2 separate regions of the Triticum aestivum genome follow, and region 2 is linked to region 1. Evidence: chromatin contacts called from public Hi-C data. All regions are on one chromosome and are shown on one strand. Each heading gives the region's core, a stretch centred on a gene start, on an enhancer-like site or on the middle of the called end of the contact. The rest is flanking DNA. Distances are from core to core; before and after follow the strand shown. Region 1 holds the start of LOC123141471 (ubiquitin domain-containing protein 1). Region 2 holds the start of LOC123141482 (protein STICHEL-like 4).

Region 1 (5,056 bases), core at 1,014-3,513:
AATACAAGAGCTACCAAATGAATAAAATATGAAAATATATTTCATGATGAATCTTAATGATAATGATTTGGTTATGTAGATATTGATATTTTTCTCTATAAACTTGGTCAAACAAATAGAAGCTTGACTTTGCAGAAAAAGAACCTTATATTTTCGAACGAAGCGAGTTCATGCTAAGCGTAATGTAACCAACATGGCTACAACTAATTAAACTTGGAAATTTCAGTTCAAGATTGACCTAGGTCTAACCAAATGCACCCCAAGAAACTAACTAAGCACGGATGCACGAATTAAGGTGTGCTCTAATTTAAATTTAACTCCTATGCCCTGAACAATTAAAATTAAATATCCTGTAAACATTCAGGGTAATATTCAAAGAACAATTTAACACTTGATTGCACATAATCTGACTAACCATTCAAACAGCTAAATAAAAGCTACAGTACTAATTTTGCCTTGTGAAGTGTCAACAATATAACACTAGATGGTTTTAGACCTTGTATAGAGAATATCTTTACAAACATATACTCCCTCCGTTTTTAAATATAAGTCCTTTAGAGATTTCATTTCAATACGGACTACATACATATGTATATAGACATATTTTAGAGTGCAGATTCACTGATTTTGCTCCATATGTAGTCTATATTGGAATCTCTAAAATGTCTTATATTTAGGAACGGATGGAGTAGGATACAGCAAATGTTATATGAATCATGAAATGAAAACTGGTTTCATTAGTACAAGATAAGCCCATTTGGTGTAAAATCATACCCGAGAAAGAGAACATATTGTCCAGTCAAGTTATCGACATTTCTGCTTCTCTGGAGTAGGACTAACTGAGGTAGAATCGCCACTGCCTCCAGGTAAATCGAAAATGCCCAGCATATCTGTATTATGATAGTATTATTATGATAAATTCAGGCACCACAATAATGAATTACTAAAACAGTTTGGTCACATTTCACTACTGTACTACTAATTACTCACAAGAAGAAAGGTGACATGTTTCTCAGAAAAGGTGGTCACATACAAATAAGATAAGCTGTAGCACATAAGCAAACACACAAACGAATGGGCTAAACATAATTTTGCCAAAACAATAACCACTGCCAAGTAATGCATATATTTTCCTAGTGCAACAGAACACTCTGTTAAGTATATTTAAACGCAAATTGACATGATTATTCTAGAATTTGGCAGATCAAACTGCAAAATGGGTTTAGCGATGCGGCCGCACTGGTCACACTCGGCTGGATCTGTTAAACGGCAGTGTCACGCATGACTAGCAGCCAGTTTCTCACAGACGAAGCGTGAGCCTGGAGAACCTAGTAGCTACCGCAGCAAAACACAAATTTCTTATAGCTTGCAGATTTAGCAGATCTCGCAACGTCATCAATTCGGAAAGGCAAGGAAGAGAACGCAAGGCAGGGGTCAATGAGGCGACATGACCTCGCGGAGGGTGAAGCGCTCGTTGAAGATGAGGGCGAGCGCGAAGGCGGCGGCGACGAGGAAGAGGTGGCGGAAGGTGTCCTGGTCCCGGTCGTAGGTGCGGCGCACCTGCGGGTGGCGGCGCATGTACCAGACGATGGCGGCGGAGGTGGTGATGAAGACGATCTTCATGACGGAGTTGTAGAGCGAGATGTAGTCGGTGAAGAGGTCGAGGTAGCGCGCCACGAACACCGCCAGGTACAGCTCCTGCGTCTTCCTCGACACCCCTGCGGCGCGGCGCAGATCCGTGAGCGACGGGCAAGGCGAGGCGAGGCGCCGGCCGAAACCCTAGCGACGCGCGGCTTACCTGAGCATGACTTGTTGGCGTAGATCTTGAGGAGGAGGACGATGACCGAGAAGAGGTGGGTCATGTCCCCCAGGAACCGGAAGGCGTTCATGGCTGCGGCGGCGCCGACGGCGGCGGCGGCCGGGGGCGACGGCGGCTAGGTTTTGGGGGTTTATTCGGTGGGAGGTCGCTCCAGATGCGGCGGGGGAATGGCGGAGGGGACACGAGGCGTGGCGATGGATGGAAGGGACGGGAAGGGGGGAGGTGCGGCGTGCTCTGTGCCCGGGAGGTGGGCCCGGGTGGCAGCGGCCGTGGGCGCGGGTGGGTCTGGCTCGAGGGGGTGTCGGGCGCTGGCGCTGCCCACCTGGCGGCGGGCGAGTGGACGCGGGCCAAACGGCCACGTGGGCTGTTGGGGGAGGCCACGTGGCGGGACACCTCTCTCTCTCTGCTCGGCTCTCCTCTTTTTTTCTTTGTTTTTCTCCCTGACTTGTCGCCTGGAGTCTCGTCGCTCTGCCGCTGATCCTCGGCGTCTCGCTTCCGCTGCAATCCACCGTGCTCTCCTTTCCCAGTCCCAGGGGAGGAGCCTCCGCTTGCTCCCGCGGCGAGATCCGGCTCCGCCTCGAGGATTCGCTCGCTCGTCCGATCGCCTGATCATCGGCGGCCGCCATGGGCTGCGCTGGATCCACGCCCAAAGTTGACGGTAAAATCTTCTCTTGCTTGCTTCCTCTTCACCAGTGCTTCTCTTCTTGTTGGCTTGTTGCCTGGTTAGTTAAAAAAAAATGTCCCATTGTATCATGGGAGTATGGGACTGCATCCGGAGGAGTAAGGTTAACTCATTCCGTTGATATGTTTCCTCGGCTTTTACTTAGTTGCATAATAATGATGGCTTCAATTGTTGTACTGCTACCCGTTTAAATTTGTTGCTCTAGTTGATATTTGACCGAAAATGGACACCTGAAGCTATCGATTCAGAGCGCCGACCAAGAAGCCAAAGAATTCGTTGCCGGAATTTTGTCAGCACTTACTCTTGCACAAGAGTGGCAGGATTGCTCCTGGGGACGAGGTTTACTCAGTGTTACGTGACGATTACTACGAATCGTTTTGTCATTAGATTTGCCAGTGTGTGCTGAGTAATTTTTGGTCCATGGTATATTTTCTTCCCCTTTGCGATCAGGCTTACAGTCAAGTCAGTAGTGCAAAATAAAATTATCATTAGTCTGCAGTGTAAATCAGATGAATTTTTTCATCTAGGACCACAGAAAAATGGTACTAATTTCAACATAACTTGCAAGCAAATGTGACGGTTCATTCTCTGATATAGTAGAGTTTGTTCGGATTAAGCGCACATTTTTTATATCAGTTGCTAACACCGTATCTAGTTCGTGGTACTTTATATCTAGTTCGTGGTACTTTATATCTAGTTCCTGCTACTTTACGAGGTGGAGCATTTCAGAAAGACGCACTTATTTGCACCAATGCTTGGTCTACATACTATTTTAAGTGAACATCTTTTCCCCTTTAAATATTTGTCTGTTCAGTGATCACTGATATAGTGCGCTGGTAGTTCTGCTCAAATTACTGGCCAAGTAACTTAGGCCAACTCCACCGCACGACCCATCCGTGACCCATCCGGTCCGCTTTTGTCCGTTTGAGGTAAAATACGACCTAGCGGTAAAGCCAACTCCACCGCACGACCCATCCATGACCCATCCGGTCCGCTTTTTGTCCGTTTGAGGTAAATACGACCCAGCGGTAATACCCAAACGGACAAAGCTGTCCGCTGGTGTCCGTTTCAGTCCACCCCAACCCCAAATCCAGACCAAAGTTGGGTCACAAATGGGTCTGAACGGACACAGACGGACGCGCTCCTCGGCCTCTCTCGTCCGCTCGTGTCCGCCACTGGCCCACAGGTCAGCGACCCACACCGAGCCACTCCCGCCCGCCCGCCGCGTCCGTCGTCGCACGCCCCGCGGCCGCCGTCGCCCTGCGCCCCGCGCCCGCCATCGCTAGACGCGCTCCTCAGGCCGAAGCCCGCGGGCGCCCTGCGCCCCGCGCCCGCCGTCGCTGGACGCACTCCTCAGGCCGAAGCCCGCGGGCGCCCTGCGCCCCGCGCCCGCCGTCGCTGGACGCGCTCCTCCGGCCGAAGCCCGCGGGCGCCCTGCGCCCCGCGCCCGCCGTCGCTGGACGCGCTCCTCCGGCCGAAGCCCGCGGGCGCCCTGCGCCCCGCGCCCGCCGTCGCTGGACGCGCTCCTCAGGCCGAAGCCCGCGGGCGCCGCGGCCGCCCCCGGCGGCGTCAGGAGGAGCGCGAGGGGCTCGGGTCCGAGAGCACGGTGCCGCAGCGAGGGCGAGGCTGTGGCGGCGAGGGCGAGGCTGGGCGAGCTCGTGGCGAGGCTGGGCGGAGGCGGACAGTTTGGGGTTTCTCGCGCGTTGGGTGCAAATACCCCATACGTCCGTCCGTCCCCCCCCCCCCGGACGTCCGCCAAATCACACCCCAAACGGACAAAAGCGGACGTCCGGATGGGTCACGGATGGGTCACGCGGTGGAGTTGGCCTAATACCCAAACGGACAAAGCTGTCCGCTGGTGTCCGTTTCAGTCCGGCCCAACCCCAAATCCAGACCAAAGTTGGGTCACAAATGGGTCTGAACGGACACAGACGAACGCACTCCTCGGCCTCTCTCGTCCGCTCATGTCCGCCACTGGCCCACAGGTCAGCGACCCACACCGAGCCACTCCCGCCTGCCCGCCGCGTCCGCCGTCGCACGCCCCGCGGCCGTCGTCGCCCCGCGCCCGCCGTCGCCTGCGCCCCGCGCCCGCCGTCGCTGGACGCGCTCCTCAGGCCGAAGCCCGTGGGCGCCCTGCGCCCCGCGCCCGCCGTCGCTGGACGTGCTCCTTAGGCCGAAGCCCGCGGACGCCCTGCGCCCCGCGCCCGCCGTCGCCCTGCGCCCCGCGCCCGCCGTCGCCCTGCGCCCCGCGCCCGCCGTCGCCCTGCGCCCCGCGCTTGCCGTCGCTGGACGCGCTCCTCAGGCCAAAGCCCGCGGGCGCCCTGCGCCCCGCGCCCGCCACCGCGGCCGCTGTCGCCCCGCGCCTGCCGTCGCTGGACGCGCTCCTCAGGCCGAAGCCTGCGGGCGCCGCGGCCGCCCCCGGCGACGTCAGGAGGAGCGCGAGGGGTTTGGGTCCGAGAGCACGGTGCCGCGGCGAGGGCGAGGCTGTGGCGGCAAGGGCGAGGCTGGGCGAGCTCGCGGCGAGGCTGGGCGGAGGCGGACAGTTTGGGGTTTCT
Region 2 (4,584 bases), core at 1,167-3,666, 200 kb after region 1:
TTGCAGGTTTTCACTCGGGCCGTGCCTAACCTGCTCATCACATGCACCTAGTATGCATTAGTGCATTACAGCTTACGCAAACCTCGTACCTTGGTGCTGTGAGCAACGTAGCGTCTACGTACGTACGCCGTGGTTCCATGAGAGCTTCTCGGTCGACGAGACACAATCACGTAACACTACTGTCACCCTACCTAGCGAAGCAAAGACCCTACGATTATCGGTCCAATCAGGGCCACATCGCGTGTGTCGGTCTAGCGATGTTCGGCGCTAACTTAGCCGTTCGGGCGCGTGTCGCCCCCCGACACGTTGGCTTTGTTCTCCGGTCCGGTCGCGATCCACGAGCTCCTCTCCGGTGCGGCGCGCCAACCCAAATCATTTCTTTTGCGAAGATAAAACGCGGGGGCCCTGCTCGGCCTAGGCCGTGCCGCTCGGGTCCAACATGTGGGCGGGATACGACGAATGGATGTGGCACTTCGTGTCGCCCGCACGCACAGTACGCACAGTACGTCGTGCACTGTACGCGACCTGATGGTGGTAGGGGTAGGCCTAGCGGCAGTATCTTTTCGAGATTGCCGGGGGCCACGGCCATGGGCAACTAGCTAATCAAACATCAACCATTAGTTAGTTAGTTAAGTCGTGGAGTGTAGTGATCACAAGAGAGCGAGCGCAGCAAACCTGTCACCAAAAAGTGTCTCTCGTTCTTTCTTCCCATTTAAATTTAAAAAAAGAAGAAGTGCGTTCCTTTTCTCTGAATGAAACATCATTATCTCTCTCCCGTGCTCATCTTTCCGCGCTAGGAAAACTTCCTCTTGCAGGACTTCCAGTAAACTAGCATCAATATCGGCTGAAAATCACATCACGGCTTCAGACTTCCAGTAAACCACAATTTCGACCATCCCTGGCTACCACGCGAAGGAGCGACAAATAAAGGGCTAAAGGCGGCACGGCGCATGAGACAAAGTAAAAATTGAAGTAGGCAGGACAAACAAAGGTGTAGGCCGGGTTCGTAGGCTTTGAGTGAGGGTTAGCAAACAAGCGCGCGCCACTCCTTTTCAAGGCTTTGAGCAGCACTACAATCCGTTACATGCTTTTTGCTTCCGTTTTCACTGACCAAAAAGACAAAATTCACGGATAGAAACAGGTTTCGCAAGGTCCATGGCGCCATAAATGGAAAGGCATGGCATGCCACCTGAAAAGCGAGAGAGGAAAGCACCATCGACTTACCTAGGTAGTAGATCTTTTTCACACACACACAAAAAAAAACTTGTATGACAGATCATGCTCCTTGTTAGGTCAACCGATGTGAAGGAACTTTGTAGAGCAGATCATTTTGAGATTGACGAAGTCAACAAAGATGTCTCGTAGTTGATGGAAACGTCCCCTTTCACTAACGCGCATCGTCAGATATTTTTCTGAAATAAATCAAGAAATAAATGCAAGCAACATGACTTGAATTCTGATGGGCTGGGGCTACCATTGTCCACCTAACCATCCAACCACGGGTTAGTTCACGGATTGTACCTTGGTTGATGAGTAATACAAATTCTTTTACACACACACACAAAATGATGTTGAATTTCTAAATATTTACACTTAAATATAAGATATTTTGGACACTATAAAAGCAACTAAACATGAGAAAGGAGCCATTTATTGTGTCGGGAGGTTGGGCACCCATCAATAGGTGGCGACAACGACCTAGATACATTGTTTGTGGATACAAACCCCTCCCCCCTCCCCCCCGGTTGAAAACCCTGGGTCTGGTTTGCCAGACTCAAGTCTGTTTGTGGTGCTTTGGCGTCATTTTCTTCTTCGAAGTGCTGTCTGTTGGTCAAGGGTGTGCGCTGGTGGGGTGGACGACAATGGTGTTCCTCAAGGTTTGGTTTGGGGTCCAGATTCAGTTCTCATGCTTGATGTCTCTTTCCATGTTGGGTGTGCTGCGAGCTTCCTATCCGAGCTCTCGTGTTAGCTTCTCCATCGGTCGATGGTACGACACCTGTCGACCTAGAGCGAGAAGACGAGGGGGGTCATTGATGGATGGGACAACATCGTTATCAACCTTACTGAAGTAGAGAAGAGCTTGATCTTTCAACATCCATCCATCTGTTGACATTAAAATTTTGCATTTTCATTTTCTTTCCTCGAAGATCATAATGAGTATGGTGGGCCATGGATTCCAACCTGTGCCCTTAGCTTTATGTAATATATCTTCCAGACATCTAGAGATTTAGGCCTAGTTTGTGAGGACCATAGTAATTTGAAGCTTCAGCATACGATGCATAGGCAATGAATACTCCAATTTCCAAATAGAGTATAACAATTTCCAAATACGTGGAAGGTTAGTAGAAAGAAGTGTCACCGTGCAGCCTGCGCCGATGGCATCACAGTCACAGCCAGTTCCCGCACGCGGCCCGGTGGACGCCGCCTCACACTAGGCCACACCACCCTCCCCCTCGGAACGGAACCGCTCCCAGTCTCCCATGACTCCAGTCAACAGCCGCGAGGCACGAGCCAGCACCCCGAATCTCCCGGGCGGCCGGCCCCGATGATTTAGCCGGAGAGCTCGTCGCGGCCGGATCAGCGCAGCCAGCGCAATGCCGGCCCCGCCGGAAAGCGCGGCGGGCGGCAGCAGCGGGGAGCACCTCCGCGCCCACGCGCACCTCACCAACTGCATCCACCTGCGCCACCACCACGCGCACAGCCACGGCAGCGCGTCCGGCCGGCGGCGCAGCCCCCCCGAGTCCTCCGCGTCGCTCATGCGGGACCTCCTCGCGATGCAGCGCTCCCGCTCGCTCCGGGACCCCTCCACCCGCCGCTCCGTCGACTCCTCCTCCCGCGTCGCCGCCGAGCCCCCCGAGCCGGAGGACCCCCCCGCCCCCGGCCGCGGCGCGCTCAAGACCCTCCTCGACCAGCTCGCGGAGGACCCGCGCCCCAGCAGGCCCACCGCCCGCCGCCCGCGCCGCCGGTTCAGGCGCGGGGCCGGCCGCCGCGCCGCGCCCGCTGCGGGCGCGGACGCCGGCGGTCTGGATCGCGCCGGCGCCTTCTCCGCCAACTCCAGCTCCCAGGAGGCCGTCTGCGGCAACAGGTACTTCTTCGGCGCCGGCGCGGGCGGCGACGACAGCGACGGCAGCGAGGCGCTGCAGCAGCGCCCGCGGCCCCAGGCGTCGCAGCACTCGCGCAACGTCTGCGGCATCCCGTGGAACTGGTCGCGCCTCCACCACCGCAGCAAGTCCATCCTCGACATGGCCGGCCGGAGCCTCTCCTGCGGCCTGTCTGACCCCAAGTCGGCCGCCGCGGCGCGGAGGTCCTTGGCCGCCACCTCCGCGGCCTCCTGCGGTGTCTACGCGGACGGGTCGCGTTCGCACCCGCACTTCCCGGTGACGGCGAGGCTGACCTCCTCCACCAGCTCCGACTCCGACTCACTGCCGCTGCTCGCCGAGGGGACGCGGAATGGCATCCGTGCCATTTCCAGGAGCTTCTCTGGGGAGCTCGGGATTTTCTCCAACCAGAGCAGCGAGCTGGATTCCGACCTCATGTCCGAGGCGCGCTCGGGGCAGAAGTCGCGGGGCTCGCAGCGTGGCCGGCACCGGAGCCTCACTCAGAAGTATGCACCCAGGACTTTCAAGGACGTTGTTGGGCAGAGCTTGGTTGTGCAGGCGCTGTCCAATGCCATTCTCAAGAGGAAGATTGGGTCCGTTTATGTCTTCTATGGGCCGCACGGTACAGGTAAAACATCGTGTGCTTGGGTGTTCGCCAAGGCGCTGAATTGCCATTCTCCTGAACACCCTAAGCCTTGCGACACATGTGCGTCTTGTATCACGCACAATCTGGGAAAGAGTAGAAGTTTGGTGGAGATTGGGCCTGTTGGCAACATTGACCTGGACAGCATTGTGGATATCCTTGACAATGTGATGCTTTCGCCGCTACCGGCGCACCACAGGGTGTTCATCGTGGATGATTGCAACACACTGCCGCCTGACACGTGGAGTGTCATATCGAAGGTTGTCGAGCGTGCCCCTCGGCGCGTGGTTTTTGTTCTCATCAGCCCAAATCTCGATCTCCCACATATAATTATGTCAAGGTGCCAAAAGTTCTTCTTCCCCAAACTCAAGGAATGCGACATTGTCAACACTTTGCAGTGGATTTGTACTAGTGATGGCCTAGATGTCGATAGAGATGCCTTGAAGCTTATTGCTTCCCGGTCAGATGGGTCATTGAGGGATGCAGAGATGACCTTGGATCAATTGAGTTTGCTTGGGCAGAGAATTACAATGCCACTTGTTCAAGAACTTGTAAGTTTTCCAACAATGAGTCATAAGAATTACTTCTATATTAGGTAATATGGATAATTGGATAATTTCAGGCTAAATAAAAATGGCAAAGAATTCTGTAGCTTGGGAAGTTATTGCTTATATAACTCTGGAATATGTTGTGAAGCTGAATTAACTATATCATCGTCATACACTTCAAATTTCTCTTCCAATGTGTGTTCCCATTTTGGCATACTGTACAAAAGAGTTCAGTAAGTTAAGAGTCACAACTGGAAGCACCAAACACCTTTTTAGTAAAATACTTGTTTTTATC

What was found. A called contact is a pair of places that touch in the nucleus more often than the background predicts.
Region 2: a Hi-C map of leaf shows a contact between it and region 1, with 5 times the contacts expected there. The contact joins the promoter of LOC123141482 here to the promoter of LOC123141471 in region 1. A contact is called at or near these places in 1 of 5 Hi-C or Micro-C datasets (leaf) and 1 of 1 datasets of contacts at active chromatin or transcription factors (leaf).

What each region holds. Positions count from the first base shown.
Region 1 is chr1B:599,740,708-599,745,763 of IWGSC CS RefSeq v2.1, forward strand. LOC123141471 (ubiquitin domain-containing protein 1) reads left to right here and starts at 2,264. Exons shown (of 4, transcript XM_044560601.1): 1 at 2,264-2,477. The coding sequence starts at 2,444. It also overlaps the pseudogene LOC123141462.
Region 2 is chr1B:599,937,214-599,941,797 of IWGSC CS RefSeq v2.1, forward strand. LOC123141482 (protein STICHEL-like 4) reads left to right here and starts at 2,417. Exons shown (of 6, transcript XM_044560611.1): 1 at 2,417-4,292. The coding sequence starts at 2,595.